Regions from separate parts of the Zea mays genome. Here region 1 is linked to region 2. A link is a contact called in public Hi-C data. All regions are on one chromosome and are shown on one strand. Each heading gives the region's core, a stretch centred on a gene start, on an enhancer-like site or on the middle of the called end of the contact. The rest is flanking DNA. Distances are from core to core; before and after follow the strand shown. Region 1 holds the start of LOC100274909 (uncharacteized LOC100274909). Region 2 overlaps LOC100285244 (protein kinase-like).

Region 1 (4,523 bases), core at 1,954-4,453, 180 kb after region 2:
ACTCCTCCGACTTCGCTCGGCGTGTTCATGGCTCGGGCAAAGTCAGGGTTCAGGTTGCGCCCGAAGAATGGGTTCTCCCGGCGTTGCCTTGCATCCTGCTCGGCTTGTTCCTGAGCCCGGCGGCGATCACGTCGTCGGGAATTCCTTCATTCTCTGAAGACGCGCTCTTCTGGAGTTTCTCCTATCTCCGGGACCTCGTCTCGCGAGACAGGTTGCTCCGGATCCCGTTCTCCGGCTGCGTGATGTCGTCGAACGTTCCTGTGCCGTTTCCTCCGTCGGCGGGATTCTCGTTGAAGCGGTTCTTCTCCGGGTGCAGTCGGCTCGTCATCGGAGATGGTAGGTGACTCCACCCTCCCGATGAAGAGGACGTCGGGATAGAATGGTGCTGCTGTCGTGGCGATCTTCTTTCCGTTCTCCTTTGAGGGCGGAGGAACGGAAAGAACAACTTGCTTCCCCCTGGTTTCCTTCTTCCTCGCGATCTGTGTCCATTCTGTTGTCGGAGAAGTAGACAGTGGAGTTCTCCGGGTCAGCGAGCTCTCGGCCCCCGACTTTCCGGAGACGATCTTTTTCTGGAGAGCTGGAGGTTGCGCTTCTCCGGCATTTTCGGAGTTCATTGGAGGAGACTTCTTTTCCGGCGGATCCGCGATACGGTGTAGAATTCCTTCTTCATCCGCTACAGATGAGATTGTTCCGAAGCAGAATACGGATCCAGGACGCAGGGTGATCTTGCTGTAGAAGGTGACGGCCATTGAGCTAGCTTGGATCGTCGACACAGCCCCTACCTGGCGCGCCAGCTGTCGGTGTTTTGGGTCCGACCGCACACCCGGGGTTGCCCCTCAAGGTGTTTTTAGGAGTAGGACGGTGTCGGCGATTGTAGCAAAATGGTTCGTGCCGATTGCATGAGGAACGGTGGACAAGGTTTACAGGTTCGGGCCGCTTAGAAATGCGTAATACCCTACGTCCTGGTGAGTATGCTTGGTGAATGTGGTTACAAGAGGGCTCCCTGGATTGAGAATACAGAGAGTTGACGTGGGTGGCTAGGTAATAGGGTCGATCGTTCTGAAGGGGTGCCCCTAGGCCTTATATACTCGACCGTGGGGCAATACATGTGGATATGATAACAACGAGTAGCTAAAAGATAGTGAACTGCTTGAGTTTATCTCCACGTAACCCTGCCGACTTATCCCCGCACGGCTCCGTTGCATGGGGGCTCCAGCGCGGGAAAGTCGGATCTCTGTTGCGATCTCTCGCTCGACGTTGTGGGCCGTCCGGGTTTGCTCCAATCCGGCCTCATGTCGCTCTGCTTTGCTGGTTGTATCTCCCCAGGCCCACGAAAGAATGACCTTACGATTTATTGGGCCCTTGGGCCTTTTCGTGAGGTCTTTTACTCTTTTAGTGGACCCGGGGGATGTCTATCCCCCACAGCTCACCCTTGTTGTATTCACACCCCAGGTCAAGGACAAGTACCACAAGATGAGGAGCATGAAAGATGTCGCGATGAGTTCTTGAGTGGTATAGGTCGTCGTCTCCTACTAGTCAACTATGGTTGTGGAGGATCGTTGTCTTCGTATGATGTAATTATTTAGTTATATTGTATATAACTCCTATTATATAGTAAAGACGTGACATTCATTTTTGTACCATGAGTCATCATATGTGTGAGACTTGATCCTAGCACACATTTGAGATGCACTCGGGTTTGGCCCGGGCGTGACAGAAATGATATTAGAGTAATGTTGACCATATGATGTAACCTAGATAGAACTGGACAAACCTTTACCTACTTATCTTTTCTACTTTGATTCTTTCTATACTTCCCTTAATCTTTTTCTCATCTATTGATGCTTTACTCTCACTATTCTTATCTCTTCTTTTGTAAAGGCAAAATATGATTTCACACTTTGAAATTCTGTACCTAAAGTGACATGTAGGAATAGGAGACCTAATCTTAGGAACAAAAACAAAGTATGTTCTTATGATAACTGTTTTATTTAGTTCTTTGATTGAGTTTGATGGTTTGTGGAGTAATATCCACAATTGCATCTACATACATAGGAAAAAAATATTTAGAAAGATAGATTATCCCTGTATATGAAAAAAACAAATAGATCTATCATATGGACCCATCTTACCTTAAAAAGATTATATCTTATCCTTGTGGGTTTATCTTGTAAGAATAATTATCTCAGCCTATACACAAAACAAACAAACCAAAATTCTGCCTAAATTCATTCAGCTTCTAACCAACCACTAGGACCGGAGATGAATACTCCTCTGAATCCCTCACCTGCTGGGACTGATGCTGTTATAGCTGTCCAAATACAACTACTGCAACAAATGTCCAACACTATGACAAAGATGCAAGCTCAGCTCCACCTAAACCAGACGTGCGATCCACGTATAGTATGTATACATATAGTCCTACTTGCACACGCTGTCTACCGTACTGCATCTGCATGTCGTGTATGTACCTGCCGCGTCTCTCTCTTGTCGTCAACCCGACCCTGCTACAAACAAACTTGTCTCCATTTATGAGCAAACCTCTGTTTCATTCATCGACGTCGACACTGCCCCCCCTCTGGCGCTCTCTCGATCTCTTGCCCCCTCTTATCTCCTCCATTCATGAGCCATGATCAGTTGATCACAATACAAGCCGTAGTACGCGCATGCAACGAACGACCGTACGTACGCGTGGCCATACCCATGCACGCACCTGCACCTGCTGTGGTAAAACCTGTAATAAGCATGCATGGCGTTCTCGTTCTTCCACGTTTCGATCATCCTGAACCTTGAGAAATTAGAAAGGCATGGCTAGCTGGAGAAAGAAACTTGAGGCTTGGGGTAACTTGCTGTGCTGACATCGTGGTGGTTGCACTCCAGTTTCACCATGGTGTGAAGCTAAAGGAAAAATTAAAACGTGGCCGCCTTTTCAAACCAAATGATCCTCCTCGTCCGGGTCCGGGTCCGTCCTTGTGGGCGAAGAGAGAGAGAGACAGAGGGTGACTTTGGGAGAGAGGAAGATGGTCTGTGCGTTTGCGTTGGGCCCCCCCTGATCCTCACCAAACTTTCCACCTCTCCGTGCCTTTTCGCTCTGTGCAAAGTGGCCTGGCCTGGGTCTGGTCTGGGTGTGGGCGTTTCCTACTCTCTCTCTCTCTCTCCTGCCCACGGCTGGCTACCGCTACGGCTACGGGGGCTGGCTGGCTGGCAGGGAGGCGCAGAGAATTGAAGATCCTTGAATGCGGTTTGGTGGCATCCCCGCACTGGCCCCTAGAATAGATAGCTGCCCTTGCCTCCATCTCCCTCCTCTCGTCTCCACGGTGGACGTACGGAGGCAGGCATGGATTGGGCCGAGCACCACCACCACCTACATAAACCCCCACCATTTTTTGCAGGCTTGCAGCAGCATCGCGAGAACCGCAGCCAGCTACCCACCCTGCTGCAGCTCCGAGCTTTTACCCCGCTTTGACTCCACTCTACCGCTCCTCCAGCCTCTGTTGTTTTGTTTCCCACCGCAAGAATCCGGCCGCCTACCTCCTCCTCTCTCCGCTCCTCCCGACGCCTCTCTGCTAGTATAGTGCTACCGCCACCGCTAACTAGAGCTCGATCCACACGTCACCGCCGTACCCACGCGCCCCGGCTTGTTAGTTAAGCTTGCCGGCCGGCCGCCTGGCGCGCACCGCCGCTACGCGCGCTGGGCCTGGCATGAGAAGGCGGTGGTCCCGCGCCGCGGTGCTCGCGTGCTTACTGCTCCTCGCGTGCGTCGCCGAGTCGCGCGCGGTGCCCGACGCCTCGGGGGGCGGCGGCGGCCCAGGAGAGCAGCGGCGGGGCGCGTTCGACGTCGTGGTCGTCGGCCTCGTCAGCATCGGCCTCGGCCGTCGGTGGCGCGCCGGCGAGATGGTCGACGAGGACAAGCGCCGCGTGCCCACGGGGCCCAACCCGCTGCACAACCGATGAGCGCCAGCCACCGCGCGGGCCTAGCTACCTGCCTGCGTTATCGATCGAGCGGCGGCGGTCATTTGCTCTACTGCCCAGGCGCCGCGCCCGCCGTTGCCGGGAGGACGCGTGCATGATCGACGACGTACGTGCCGAGCGAGGTGGAGAAGAATGAGAAGGAGAAGAGAGGAGCCTACGTGTCAGTATTTCTACTACCACTACTCCTACTACTACTCCCTCCCTGCTTCCCTTTCTTCTCTTTCTCCTCGCTAGTAAGAATTTTTCTTCTTCTCTTCTCGCCTGTTCTCGTGGCTGTGTTTTCCCCCGCTTGTATTGATTGTATTGGCTTGCCAAGCGAACAGCAAAGGCTATTCTGTTGATTGATCGGAAGAGAAAGATACTAGTATATGAGTATAGTGTTTCCTGTTTGAATTTGCTTGTATCTGCAGATATGTTACTACTATCCATTCTACATCATGTTTCCACACATCTCCTGGAGACCAGGGCCGCTGTAATTCGTTCCATTTTTTTTTAAAAAAAATTGTTCCTTTATTTGGGCGGCGTCCTTTTCTACTGCTACATGAAAACAG
Region 2 (4,205 bases), core at 643-3,142:
ATGCACTACAACGCACCAGAACTCAATGTTAGATTTTTGTGCAACCTCATCAGTGGTCTCTTCTCTTTTAATGAACATGGCAATTGCAAATGATAGCTGTGTTAATTTATTTTTATCAGTGTGATTATTGAGAATTCATAACTTTATTTATGCTACAGGAAGTTGAACGATCATTCTCTTTTTGGGGCACTGCTGAAGGTGATGCTATCCACCCAGCTGAGTGTATGCACCAACTGCTTGAGCAAGTTCGATGTCATAAAGTGAATATCGATGGCAATGTTTGTACTGTCATGGTGACTACATTAGTTCTTGAGGTATAACTTACATCACTTGTTTTTACTTCACCAAAGTTTACTCTCATATTACTCTTTTTGATTGGATAGTGTTATAGGCTCTACATTGTTTTTAAAATTTTGACTCACACATGTTGCTCCTCCTGTAGTTCTTTTGTTTGTCTAATTTCCATCTAAGATAATGCGTTCATTTGTAAGCAGATGGGATTCCACAGTGGCTATATAAACTGCTTTATGTAATTGGCTATTTGTGTATTACAAATTTGTCTCTTTAATTGCAATAATACCTTTCGTAGGCATTCCTTTTTTTTCCATTTGTGGTTCTTCAATTCTTTTCAATTTTATTACAGGGCTGGCAACGTAAGTTGGATCCAGATTATAATGTTATGAAGACTCTGCAAACTTTACTTTTTAAGGAAGATTGGGCGAAGTCTCTTCAATACACTATCCAAGGGCTCATGGCGCCTTAGGGTCGTCCGCAATCCTTTCTAAAGTTTTGATCTGGTTTGTGTTCGACTGGAGGATCCTCTTCTCTCACCATCACGTCTGGCTTCTTTTCTACGTTATTTCACGTTTCGTTTCTCTGTACCTGTCCTGGCGTTGTGCTGCTAAAGCAGCCTTGATGATAAAGTAATAACTGCAGTAAAAATTTTCAGAAGCTACCAGAGTACTATGCTGCTCAGCTCTGGGCTGTCTTCTTATATGTTCTTGATGAAGGGCCAAAGAATTAGGTCCTTTTCCCCCCCCTCCTACCAACACTTTTGACAATAGCTCTTAGATGATGTAGCAAAAGGCGTTCTGTTCTGATGATCTTTTTTGTAACTGGAGAGATTGTATCCGTGGACTGGAGAGTTGCTTATGTACAGACAGAGATACTGTTAATCTCGAAGGAATCCACTTGTCAACTGACAATTATTCCCAGGAAAAGGCTCCCAGTTTTTTCTTGTTTTACATGTATTAGCAATGCTGAATGTCTGAAATTTGAATGATTTTGCTGGTAGGGAGGTATATTGAACAACATTGTGGTTACCCTTATATGTTTGTAGCGTTTTATAGGTCATAAATTAACTTGGAACATGAAGCGTGCTCTCGTCAATGCTCTTCCCTTCACAGCGACGCTTCTGCCTATTCAAGTGTAGACTAGTAGATATCAATCAGGTCGGGGCTGGACGGAATGGAACCGTACGTGACACACCACCTGCTGCGGTTGTGCACCGCCGCCGCTTCTGCGTCAAGCAAGCAACCATGCTGGTGCGTGCGTGCCTGACACACGAACACGGGAAACCAACCACTCATCGCTCCCTGGCTGGCTTGACCAAGCTGTCCGTCCTCGGCGAGCTGGCCATGCAGTGCACGCATATATATGTCAACCCTATCCGTCATGGCGAGGCGGCAGGCCACGGCCACACCATGCCTACTAGGAGCCGGAACATGCCACGAGTTCCATGTAGCTCTCCTGGGCTGTTCCCCTCGCTGGGCGCGCCTGACCAGGCGTTCCGTCATCATGGCATGGGATTTGCATGCAGGCGAGCGAGGAGTATCCAGCCAGGCCAGGGAGAGGGTGTGTGTGTGTGCACGGGCGCGGGAGAGAGAGAGAGAGAGTAGCTAGCTGCTGGGGCCGTTCTTCCCTCCTATCTGCGCGCGCACGTACGCGCCCGCCCTCCATCGCTATCCGTCGGTAGGTTAATCGCCTGCGTGCTGCCCGCCGCGCCGCCCACCACGTGCTCCTGCTAGGTCGGCAGGGCAGTCACGCTCGCGTACGTCGCCCGCCGCACATCTAGCTCCAGCGGAATACGCGCGACGTGGGCCAGCGCCGGCCGTCGTACGTCTGGGCGTTGGCGTTGCACCTGCCGGCGGAGCCATATCTCTCTCTCTCTCTGTCGATCTCTCTCTAGGCAAGGCAAGGCAAGTCTGTTGGACCGGGCTGGGTATCCTACAGCTAGCTGGGCAGTGGCCGCGTATGCATGGATGGGTTGAGCAGCACAGGCAGTGGTGGTTGGTTGGTGCCGTGTCGCGCGGGAGGTGTGGTGTGTCATCAGCCACATGCAATGCATGCCGCGGACCGCCCTGCTGCATGCTGTGCCTGTGCCGCGTCGCCGTCCGGAAAACGATCGCGCGCATGCACTACCTCTTGCCAGTGCCGTGCGCTCGCAGTCGGGTCTCCGCCACAAGATTGCTCTTGCTTGCTTGCTATCTTTGCTCCAGCTCCACTGGATTGCCATCGCTAGCTGGACTTGAACAGTCGAACTTGCCCTGAGGTCTGAGGAAGACAGAATGTACCCTTTCCTGACAACTTCAGAGTCGCACAGTTCTGTAGAACTATGAGACTGCTTGCGCCGTCAATACCGGTCCATTGGATCTGCACACAGTGACTGAGAACACACACACTACTGTACTCACGTTCTTTGCCGAGTGTCTAAGACACTCGGCAAAAACCATTTTACACTCGACAAAAAATATTCGACAAACATTTTATCGGTAAAAAGTTTTACTTAATTTTTTTACTCTCTAAAACATTATCTATAGAGTTATGTGAGTAAGAATTATTCTGTATATCTTTACTATATCTCTAACAAATTTTCTAGATCTTATACGTACTCTAAAAACTTATCTTTATTTTCTATCTTTGATTAACGAAAAATTTAGAGTAATAGACTACGTCTATATATATTGAAAGAAGATCCAATAAAAAGACCGTTGGAGTTTCTCCAATATAATATATACTTCATCCCAGTGCAGTAGATAAGACTTAACCGTACGTCTCTGGTTCAAGAACAAAAATATGTATTTCATCCTCTCTATCTATAGTTCTGTATCGATGTATACGTATGTTTAAATAGAACGCGACTTATATAGTTATATTATGGAACTAGAATAAAAAACAGTTACACACAATAAAGGAAGTAGTGCATATAATTAGCCAAAACTACAAAACAACGTACGTTGCTACAGCTGTTCTCTACTGTCTCACGCCTTGCATTGGGCTGGCCCAGCCTAGCTACTAGCTTAGCTACTAGTTTGGTCGTTATCGATTGCTTTTTTTTTATGTAGTGCTCGATCATTCAGATGATCATTAGACCACATACACACGGGTGCATTCTTGAGATAGATTGCTTGCCGTTTTCATACTAAAATGCTAGCTAGTTATTGTAATTATACTCGCACCATCAGCAGCTCCACTACCGCTAAGCTACTATTATTAATTACAACCATGGTTTTGCATTCGCGGTCGCGGCGCGCGGTACGGTAGCAGCGCTACGTCACAACAATATGCGTGCCATGCACAGCAGTCACAGGTGGCGTACGTGTGCACCATGCAGCATGTGTATAAGTATAATATAGTAGCACAAGAGCTCATCACGGCCAGATCGACCGATCAATTCGTGCCATTATGTTCATGCCAACGCATTATATTGGCAAGCATAATGACAAGCACTAATGACCTAATTAGAGGACCCTAGCTGCTGGCGTCTACTGCACACTGGCCACGCAAGCTAGCTAGTGGATGCAACAGTCGACACATATAGATCGATAGCCGCTACGTACGTACATCTCTTCTTCCTGGCCTGTCGTACGTACGTCCAATTCAATCAGTTCATCAAACTTTCGGTTTTCATGGAATCGTTGGCCGGAACGATTCCTAACGGAATTCTTAATCAGTTCATCAAATGAAGAAAAAAAAGTCATGAGCTGAGTCGTGCAAGACGACGGCCAGCCGGCTTCGTTGGGGTCTTCGCTGGATACAGCTCCATGACCTCGTCGTCTCTCTTCAAATGTCTCTGCCCTGCCTGCTGCCAAACGAGGACGGGGCGCAAGAAACAGTTGCCGGTTGGTCCCCCACTCATTTCCTGATTCCATTGCATTGGCGGTTGAATATATATGCCACCCAGCTAGCAAGCAGGCTAGCAGCTA

The links. Hi-C and Micro-C count contacts between places; a contact is called where the count stands out from the background.
Region 1: a contact with region 2 is called in a Hi-C map of leaf, with 2.4 times the contacts expected there. The contact joins the promoter of LOC100274909 here to the enhancer-like site in region 2. A contact is called at or near these places in 2 of 25 Hi-C or Micro-C datasets (both in leaf).

The regions. Positions count from the first base shown.
Region 1 is chr2:4,319,376-4,323,898 of Zm-B73-REFERENCE-NAM-5.0, forward strand. LOC100274909 (uncharacteized LOC100274909) reads left to right here and starts at 3,204. Exons shown (of 1, transcript XM_008670537.2): 1 at 3,204-4,485. The coding sequence starts at 3,703. The coding sequence ends at 3,954.
Region 2 is chr2:4,142,134-4,146,338 of Zm-B73-REFERENCE-NAM-5.0, forward strand. LOC100285244 (protein kinase-like) reads left to right here. Exons shown (of 6, transcript NM_001413657.1): 5 at 159-314; 6 at 644-1,276. The coding sequence ends at 763. Among protein-coding and RNA genes, the nearest start is that of LOC100285244, 5.5 kb to the left of the region's middle. Within about 2 kb of position 1,893, at least 20 of the 20 cell types and tissues checked have an H3K27ac peak or open chromatin away from gene starts, as enhancers often do. A contact at or near this core is called in leaf, where this site is marked.